Linked DNA regions of Anser cygnoides: region 2 is linked to region 1. The links are chromatin contacts, called in public Hi-C maps. All regions are on one chromosome and are shown on one strand. The core of a region is the stretch at or near the end of the contact, and the rest is flanking DNA. Distances in the headings are between cores, read along the strand shown. Region 1 overlaps GNG7 (G protein subunit gamma 7). Region 2 overlaps GATAD2A (GATA zinc finger domain containing 2A).

What was found. Hi-C and Micro-C count contacts between places; a contact is called where the count stands out from the background.
Region 2: a Hi-C map of liver shows a contact between it and region 1, with 2.1 times the contacts expected there. The contact joins two enhancer-like sites. A contact is called at or near these places in 2 of 7 Hi-C or Micro-C datasets (both in liver).

What each region holds. Positions count from the first base shown.
Region 1 is chr27:1,167,573-1,172,084 of Taihu_goose_T2T_genome, forward strand. The region is part of intron 2 of GNG7 (G protein subunit gamma 7); the gene reads left to right. Among named protein-coding and RNA genes, the nearest start is that of GADD45B, 19 kb to the right of the region's middle. Within about 2 kb of position 2,534, at least 1 of the 3 cell types and tissues checked has open chromatin away from gene starts, as enhancers often do. A contact at or near this core is called in liver, where this site is marked.
Region 2 is chr27:1,432,867-1,437,691 of Taihu_goose_T2T_genome, forward strand. All of the region lies in intron 1 of GATAD2A (GATA zinc finger domain containing 2A), which reads right to left. Among named protein-coding and RNA genes, the nearest start is that of GATAD2A, 8.3 kb to the right of the region's middle. Within about 2 kb of position 3,040, at least 1 of the 3 cell types and tissues checked has open chromatin away from gene starts, as enhancers often do. A contact at or near this core is called in liver, where this site is marked.

The sequences.
Region 1 (4,512 bases), core at 1,284-3,783:
TCTGAGCGTGTCCGTGCTCGGTGGTGGCGCCTCGAATTGCTGTTTGCTGCGGGGATAACCAGGTTTTTGGGGTGCCTGGGGATTGCTTCCAGCTGGGAACAGACACACCTCGGTACGTGAGCTTGGGGGAGAAATAACCCCTGAGCAAATGATGCTCAGTATGGAGCTGGAACTGGGCAGCAGGCTGCTTCTCGTGCTGGTAACCATGGTATCTGAAGCTTCCACCAGAAGCGGTGTTGCTCCGGTGGCTCTGCACAGCCCAAGTCCCCGTGGCTGCCGGGTTGGCACCGCCGGCGGCTGCAGCAGGGACTTTGTGCCCTACAAAGACGTGGCCCAGTTGCAGCCTGCTGGAGCCGTGATTTACCTGGGCAGGGACGGCGTCCGGAGGGACGGTTTGTAACTGGAGGAGCTTACGGGCACTCCTGTAACGTGTTTATTGCTGAACTCAAGTGCTTCGGCTCCCCTGCCCTGCGCTTGCCGTGCTCTTTGCGCTCCCGGTGCTGCAGAGCAAGGCGGTGGAAGGAAGCCAGGCCGTGTAAACGTGGGATGAGCCTGTCCCGAGCAGAGCTCCCCCCCTGCACCTTTAAGGCGGCATTTCCCTGTCCTCCGGGACCGCTCCTCGCCACGCTCTCCCCGAGTATTGTCCCGCACCATAGAAATCTGGAGGTCTTAAAGAAGGAAAAAAAAAAAAAAAGGGAAAAATTGCTGCACTCAGGAAAAAATTCAATAGCTCATTCAGCTGTTAAGCTACTGATGCAGGAAGTGTAAAAGAAAAATGGAGCCTGCTTTGTTCTGCCCAGACAAGGAGTAAATGCCATCGCCCTAACAGCCTTTTTCTGTTCCAAAAAAGCATGAGGTCATCTCCAGAAGCAGGAACCGCCGGGCGGCTTTGCGCTGGGTTACCAGCGCCGGGCTCCCCTCGTCCCAGGGCAGGCAGGAGCGCTCCTCCTGCTGCTCCCAGCTCGGGGGGGTGGGTTTGGGGAGCAGCCCCAGGGAGCCTTCGGGCAGCTTCTGAGCTGCCCCCGGGCCGTTGTGTGCCCACCCGTGGGTGTGCTGGGGGACCGGGTCCTGCAGGGGGGCTGCAGGGGCTGCATGGAAGCGTGGGCGCTGCTGCCTCGCTTTTCCTGCTGAAGCTGAGTGGTTCAGGGCGATGCTCCTTGATTTGGGGGCGCAGAGCCGTTCGTTAGCTGCTTGAGTACTCGGTGCATCCCTTCCAGCTTGTTTCTCAGACAGATCCTGGACGTCGAGTCCCGCTGAGGGAATCTTCCCGTGTCGCACTCTCGAGCGCCGTGCGTTAAATGCCCCGGGTTGTGCCGTGCCTGCAGCCCCGCAAGCCTCTCCTCTGCTGCTGCCCTGTGCTCTGTGTGCACGGTGGGCTGCCCTCAGGCCACCAGGCGCTATAAAACCCGCATCGCTGTGGCGCAGATGGCTCTCTGCACCTCTTTGGGGCTGCGGGGTTGCTGCCACCGCTCAGCGACACGGGGACCCTTCACAGCGCGTGCGCACACGTGCGCTTCGCTGCAGCAAAACGCCGCTGGAGCTCGTGGGCATTTCTCCGAAAGCTTTGGTTTTTGGTCAAACCACACTCCAGGAGCACGTTCTCTGCCCCTGAGCATCTCTCCGGCTCCCTTCCTCAGCAGGGGCTTGCAGCCCACCCCGGTAGCTTGTCCCCCCGGCTCCTGGTGGGGAGGATGCCCAGAGGACGCCCAGCCAAGCCCGGCTACGGGCACAGGAGCTGCTGGAGGCGCTGGGCATCGGGAGGCGCGTTCTTCAGATGCTTCTCCTCGGGGACTTCCATCGCCAGCGACCTCGCAGCTGTTTTTATCTGGAGGGGGGAGACAAGAGCAGCATAACTGCAGCAGTTACTCAGATGTTCGCCTGCTTATTTAGCCTGTTAGGAGTGGCCGCTTCCAGCTATGAGAAGTATGGGAAGAATTCCGAAACGAGAGGGATCAGTGCATATTTATTTCCTAGCGTAATACTTCCTGCCATTAGGCCGGAGAGGCGGCGGGTGGGAGCGTGCAGGTGGCACCGGCTGCATAAAAGAGAAAGGGCTTTGCTCGAGTGGCGCGCTGTGCGCGGCGTAAACGATGAACAGCGCCGGGTGTCAGCCTGGCGGGGCGGCCCGGCACGTCTCGCAGCTCCAAGGCATGTTGCGGCAAGCCTGGCCGCTCGGCACGCTGCGGTTGTGCCGCCTCCACGGGCGGCAGTTTCGCCCTCGTCCCCCCGAGCCCCGGCGGGATATTTCGGGGCAGGGCGATGCGGGGCCGGTGGTCCCCGCGGTGCCCTCGCCAGGACGGAGCGGGGTCCAGGCTGAGCCTTCCCACGCCGGGAGGCGGAGGAGAGGACCGAGGGGGGCAAAACCCTGCGTGGAGCCCGGCCGGGAGGCTCAGCTGGAGGCGGCCGCTGCGCCGGGAGCTGCTGCTGAGTCACGGCTCCTCCACGGGCGGCTGCTGCACGCGGCTGACTCAGGGGCTGCGATGGCTCCGCGGGGCTGTTTGCACTGCAGCAGCCAAAATCGCGCTGCCTTCGTGATCCGCCTGGTACACGGCGAGCCAGCTGATGCAAAAACGCCTCCCGTGCCCGCCTGCATTGACGTCAGGGGGCTGCGCGGAGCCGGTGCTGGGGGGGGCAGGCACAGGGCAGCCCCGCGTGAATGCCCTCCGAGCGCCCACCGCGGTGGAAGCGGCAGGGTACTGGCAGTACCAGAAGCACCCTGCTTGTAAACGGTGCAAACCCTTTTTGCTGAAAACGTGAGGAATGCGGACGTGAGGCCTCTGCTTCTGTCACTCGTGCTGGGATCCTTTCAGTTCTTCTGTTTAATAACGAAACCCGACCTCCTGGGGCATGCCGTGATTTTCCCTCGAGGCAAAGTCTGAGCTGGTGCTGGGCACCGCTAGGAGCGTCCCCGCGTGCTTTCGGTTCGTAACACGCACAGCAGTTTGAAACAGCAAATCCTGATCTTCCCAGAACTTGTCCTGACTTCACTGCTGGGACTCTGTCCTCCGCTGCTCTTCCCAAAAATAGGCAGAAGCTCATGGGGCGCTTGCGCCGCAGCCAACTCGTAACTCGGGACTCGGTTGCTTCATTCCCGGGGCTGCTCTGTCCCTTGCCGTGCTCCCGGCTGGCTCCCTGCCTGCGTGCTGCAAGACCTCGAAACCTTTCATCGCTGCCTCTCGTCGGCCTAGACCTTGAAACGCCACTGGATAGCAGCGTGGCAATGTTCGCGCGTTCTCCTGATTTTCACCTCCCCCTGTAGGTCCTTGCGGCGTTTCGCTCGCCGCAGCGGCGGTTTTCCTGCGCCGCCCTAGAGCCGTGGAGGTGCGGAGCCTCGCTGCAGCTCCCTGAGTGCCTCCACAGCCCGGGTTCAGCCCTGCGGCGAGCCCGGACAGAGGAGCAGGGAAGCGGGAAGGCAGCCGGCGTGTCGCAAGGACCGCGGTGACTTGGGCCCCGCTGGAATTGCTTACACAGCCTGAACAACTCCTGAGTTAACGCTGCGCTAAGGCAATGGAGGGGTGTCCGAAAACGCGGCTGTGCTCCCCGGGCAGCGCTGCCCTTCCCGGGAGTGCTGCACTGGAGCCGGGGCAGGCGGGTTGGCCACGGGGGCAGAAGGTGCCCGGCAGCAGAGGGGCACGGGAGGATTGATCTCCTGCTGAGCGCTCTCCGTCGGCCTGACGCAGCCAAACCCGTGGCGTTACCGCTCTGCGGAGTCACAACGAGTGCTGGGAGGGGAGAAGCCTGCCCCGGGCAGGTGCTGCTGCTCTCTGCGGCCGTGCAGAAACACCGAAGCGTCCTCCCCTCTTGCAGGAAGGAAGCCGGGGTGTGTGCGTGTGTTTATCTGCCGCCGGGCGATGTGATGGGGGCAGGAGGACGTGCACGAGACCTGGCTGTCCCCACCGTCCCGTGCTTCCCCTGCAGGCACCCCCCTGTCCTTCTCCAGGCGCAGATTTATTGAAAACATGAAGCTCGGAAGGGGGGTGCCCTCGCTGTGTCCCGCGTGTCACCCCGATCTGCACCACGTGCACCTTACTCCAGCACGCTTCGGCCTGGCTTCTTTCCAAACGCCTTACACGGCCGTCTGCCCGAGTGACATCTTCAAAGTTTGTTTTGGCTTTAAAAAAAAAAACTCCCGAGGACACCCTTCGTGTGCCTCGCAGCGACCCACTGCATCTTCTTTCCGTGCTGAGGGCTTCCAGTCGTTAATGACGTGCTTAGTTAATTATTCACCGGGGTGCAGGAGCCGGTTGTGAAGTCCCGCCAGGCGGAGCCGTCCCGCAGCACCGCCGTGGTCACACCGGGTCCCCCGGCACGTGCCGAGGTCCGGGCCTCAGCACCGGGCAAATCCCCACGGCTGCATTCGGCTCCATCTCCGCACAGCTCCTGCCCTGGTGCGAGCTCGTGGCTGCAGCTGGCAGCTGGAAATCGAAGGAGGGACGAGAGGAGCTGCGCGGTCACCAGCCCACAGCTCATCGTGGACAGCTCCTGGATCCTCCGGGGGTCCCACGCGGCGGT
Region 2 (4,825 bases), core at 1,790-4,289, 270 kb after region 1:
GCCCTTCGCTGTTGCAGGTCAGGTAACCCTAACCCTAGGAAACCAACCCAACCACCGAGTCCTTCAAACGCCATGCGCAGAAACGCTACCACAGGCCGAAGAGCACGCCGCCTTACGCTTTTCTTTCATCCCCTTACTTAAAACATCAAAGCAAGTGATTATTTAGGAAATATTTTAGGAGCGGATTAAGAGGAGCTGCTGATTTTTTTCATTTCGGTAAAGACCTCCTTCTCCTGGGGGACCACGTTGCTGGGGGACGGCACCGCGGTAGCATCCAGAGGGACTCGTAACGAAGTCACCTGGAAGGTGCGGCAGTGTTGTAATGACTTAACAAAGACGCGAGCTGCTGCTCTTTCAGTGAGAAACGAGTGCGGCAGCTTGCTGGCTCTGTCCGCGAGAGAACCACCGCTGCCACAGAGCTGTGCGTTCCTAGAAGTGCCTGCATACGGTGAAGTAACTCTGCAACACAGAAGTGCATGCAGGTGAAGTAACTCTGCAACACGTTTGTGTAAACGGCTGAAGTGAGACTATTCCTAACGTGCTTTTGGGAGGCAAGTTCTGTGAAACCTCAAATTAAGGAAAAAAATAATTGATCTACCTGTGTCAGTCTGACTTTAAAGAGTTCGGAGTTCAAAAGTTCTGTAAATACGTATCTTGGGTTCAGAAAAAAATAAAGCTGATGCTACTTGGGTCCAAACAACCCAAACCAGACACCTGAAAGGGCAAGCACCGGTGCCTTGCCCCTGTGTTAAACAGATCACCTCAACATCTTTGCCAGGTGGAGTAAGAGAGAGCTGGTGAAACACGATTAGAGCAGTCCCCTCCTATCTAAAATAGCACCTAAAATCTTCACGGCTCAGTGTCAGCGCTCCTCTAAGCCAAATGCTCTCCTTTTGGGCCTCTGAACTATCCAACGAAATACCTGAGCGCCATGCATCACCGAGGGACGCTTTTATTGAAATAGGCAACATCAGACTATTAACATTATTGGATTTTAATCTAAATTAAGTGCTGCGTTCAAATTAAAATCCAATAGTTCAGGAGCCGTTTAAGTAAGCCAACAGCTCCACTTTGGCCAAGCCTTTCCGTGTCGGATGCTGCACGGTACAGGAGCGCCACACAGCAGTGTTACCTCACCGCTCCTCACCTGGGCCTTGATTACACGCACGCAATTAAGCGTCAGGCAGAGAGGGTATGGTCAGGTGGGAGAAGGAGTGCTGGAAGTCGGTCGGCGTGCCCTGGGCGTGTCGTTACGGTGACGCTGCCGGCGGAGGCAGCAGCCGCACCACGGCCATGCCTCTCCCCGGGCCCCGGGCCTGCAGCCTGCGGGTGGCCACGGTGGGAGCGGTGCCTGCCGGCCCGGCCAGGGGCACCTCGGTTGGTTCCATCTGTCCTATCAGTTATCACCCGTATTTCGGCATGGAGCCGACCCAGCAGGTTCCCCCAAATACTCACTTGCGTGTGATTTTCACTTAGGAATGTGGCATAAGCCCAGGGACCGGCACCGCTATTGATTCTGGTAGCCAAAACTGACATTACGTAGCCCAGACTCGGCGTTAACGCCGAACACCTCGTCAAGAGAGTAAAACTTGGCTGGAGCCATGAAGTCCAACATGAAGTTGTTCTTGCAAAGGTATTTCCCTCACTCCAAATGCAAAGTCCATAGGTGTTATCAGGGATGAAATACTTCATCCTACTTCATCCTTCCTGTACACCCTACTACCACACCTCATAAAAACGCCACCCAACGTAACATACACTAGGAAGTTAATTTTGTTGCGACAAGAGCAGAATTTGGTACTGGGATGTGACCAGAAAAAAATAAGATGTAAAATTTGTGCCAAATTCGCAAGTATCCCAGAAGGAAAACTGAGATTAGGCCTTTTCTCAAATTCAAGATAACGCACGTCGGAATGACAGGTCAAAGAAGAACAAGAAGTAAAACTCGATTTGGAAGACTTGGTCATCTTCCTGCAACCAGCAGCAGATGCAAGACGCACGGGAACATGCTAATATTGGCATACAGAACAGGCTAAGCAGGTCCTGAAGCTCGGCAGCCGATACGTGCTTTAGTTAGGGCAGAGAACATCATTGGATGGTCCAGAGGATCAAGAAGCACAGATAGCTCGGAATAATGCTTCAGACCGGTGGCTCTATCTGTTAGGCTCACCTGGTTTCCACCGTACACCAGGGGCTGTACGGGGGGGGGTGTTGACCTGGTGTCCGGTCCTAGGATGACAGACTGCAATCTTTCATTTAAAAAAAAAAAAAAAAAGACAGCCCCAGGACCTTGTAGAGAATGTATCGTTCCACCTTTTACATTGCTGGCTAGGAGTTTGAAATTAACAGACTATATATTTAAATATTTAAAGGGAAAAAAGGATAAAACTGTAATCGTGCTACGACGGTGCTAGAAATTACAGGAATACAATTTTAAGATGGCTTATGCTAAGAATGAAAGGAATTCCATAGATTTGGGACCAAGAGACCTTCCTTTACTTATTTTCTGCTGAAACTGTGTTCCTGCAAGCGCAAGTTGCAGTCACCACCAGCTGCTCAAGACAGAATTTCTGGAAAATAGTTCAGGAATAGGATGAGGAGGTAAAAGGGTGCTTTTTGACAAGAAGAATCTGCCCTTCAGTCCCTATATGAGCCGTACCATGGGGTCTGTCTGCCCATCTCCCACCCGCAGGGAGTAACACTTAAAGGTTTTCTGCAGCAAAGCGGGATGCGAGATTGGAAACGGTCAAAATTCCACGGTCTAAGCACTGAGGTGAATAGCCCCAAACAGAAATGAAAATTAATCTTTCTGAACTGAAAAAAAAAAAAAAAAAAAAAGATCAGTAAGTTATTCAGGAAATGGGGAAAGCAGCAGACATATGCAAATACTGCCGAGCCAGAGATGGTGCTTCAGTGTGATATTATCTGACCCTGTCCCTAATAAGCACTTTTATGGCTGGAAGGGGATATATTAGGAGCTCTGCTCCAATTCAACAAGCGCTTCATGGACTATCGATTTTGCTCAGAAGTGGGAGAGCACAAAGTTCAGCCGGCATTGCTTTTATTTAAAGATCTGCCAAAGACCATCTCCAGCTCCCAAAACTGGTCCTCCGCAGCCCGGCGCAGATTGCTTCGGTTAGGCTCGTGACCTGCAGCTTCGGACACAAACGTTTCGCTGGCAAACAGTGAGTCAGACCCACAGAGCCATTCCGGCGAGGGATGGCTGTAAACAAGCACCTCTTGCTTGTTTACTGATCACTGTCACGTGGCTCATCAGAACTTGACCCTGATTAGGAGAAGAATTAACTAGTCGGAGAAAACTCTGACGAGATCCTAAATGGCTCGGATCCCTGTGAGCCCTAGCTGCCCCGGTCCCACGGGAAGCAGGACCCCACACCCGGCTCCGCACCAGCGGGACTGCTGCTCGCTGACTTTCCCTTCTAAATGAAACTCTGGGCTGTGCCACAGTCCACATCTGCAATCAGGTGATTTTATCGTCATCTGCTGATTTCCTCCCCTCTTGCGCACACGTTGCATTTGCCTCCCCTGACTCTTTGGGGCAGTCTCTGAGGGCAACGGGACCGCTGGGCTATTCACAAAGTAATTTTAAGTATGAATTGCCTCCTTTCGGAGCACAATAATGAACACTTTCAGTTTTATACTTTTTTGTTGACTCCTTATTCAAAAATATTTAAATTACTAATTCACACTGGTATCAATATCTGTATACTCTGAAACCCTGGACAGGGAAAGCAGAAGAGAGCTGATGTTAATACATTGCTAACAGCAAGTGCTCTTAGAATTAAAACATGTAAGACATTTCCTCCAGCACTGAGGGCGTCTGATCCTTCTCAGATTTTGGTCTTTACCACCCTCCAAATTAGAGGTAATTGAGGAAATACAACCATGACCTGGATAACTAATAGCTTTTACCAGTTCTAGTAGAGAACTGTATTCTCGAAGCTCTATTTGTAGCTATCCCATTTCCTAGAAAAGCAGCTTTTTTCCTTGAGGGGACCAGTCGGGCTGACTGGTGTACTTGTGCTGAAGTGGTTAATTTCTCCAGAAGATAAGGAGCAGATCTACAGCTGTACAGTACTGTAAATGCCACGCTCAAAACTTTGCTCTCACCCTTCCTCTGACACACTCGAGGCGTTCCTGCACAGGGCTGCGACGGTTTTCAGGAACTGCACCAAAGATGCTCTCGTTCTGAGTTCGAAAGCCAGACTGTGCGGCTCAGCTGAGCTGTAAATTTGCAAGGTATCAACTTAAAAAATGGTTTGGAAGGATTTTTTGGCAGGATTTGTGTTTATCCACTAAAGCATCTTGGAAGCTGCAGGTTTGGGGTTGTCATTGTTAACAAAGCATCGTTCGTTGTTAACCAGATTTGAACAAACTCCGCAGTCAGAGCTGGCCAGTTGGTACACGGGGCACAGAAAAACCCGATTCAGGACGGATTCAGCTTTACAGTGCAGACCCTACAAATTAAGGGTTTCAGAGCTCACAGGGAATGTTTCTCCCAAGGTCAGTGGGTTTGTAGTTGCGGCATGAAGAACTCCACCTAAATTCCACAGATGGATTTGAGCAATTCCCAGCAGTTATTCTCTCAGTCCAGCATCAGACTAGATTCCTCATGGAGATTAGCACCAGCACAGGCAGGTATCTGTCTGCATGGGTGCCGCGACACCAACACTTCTCTGTGGTTTAACAGACGAGTACTGGCCAAAGATCCTCACGGTTGGGGCAACTGAGAAATAAAGAGCTGACAGAAAGCATTCTTAACTCTAAGTGCTGACAAGGCAAGGCTTTTTCTCCCGTGGTACGG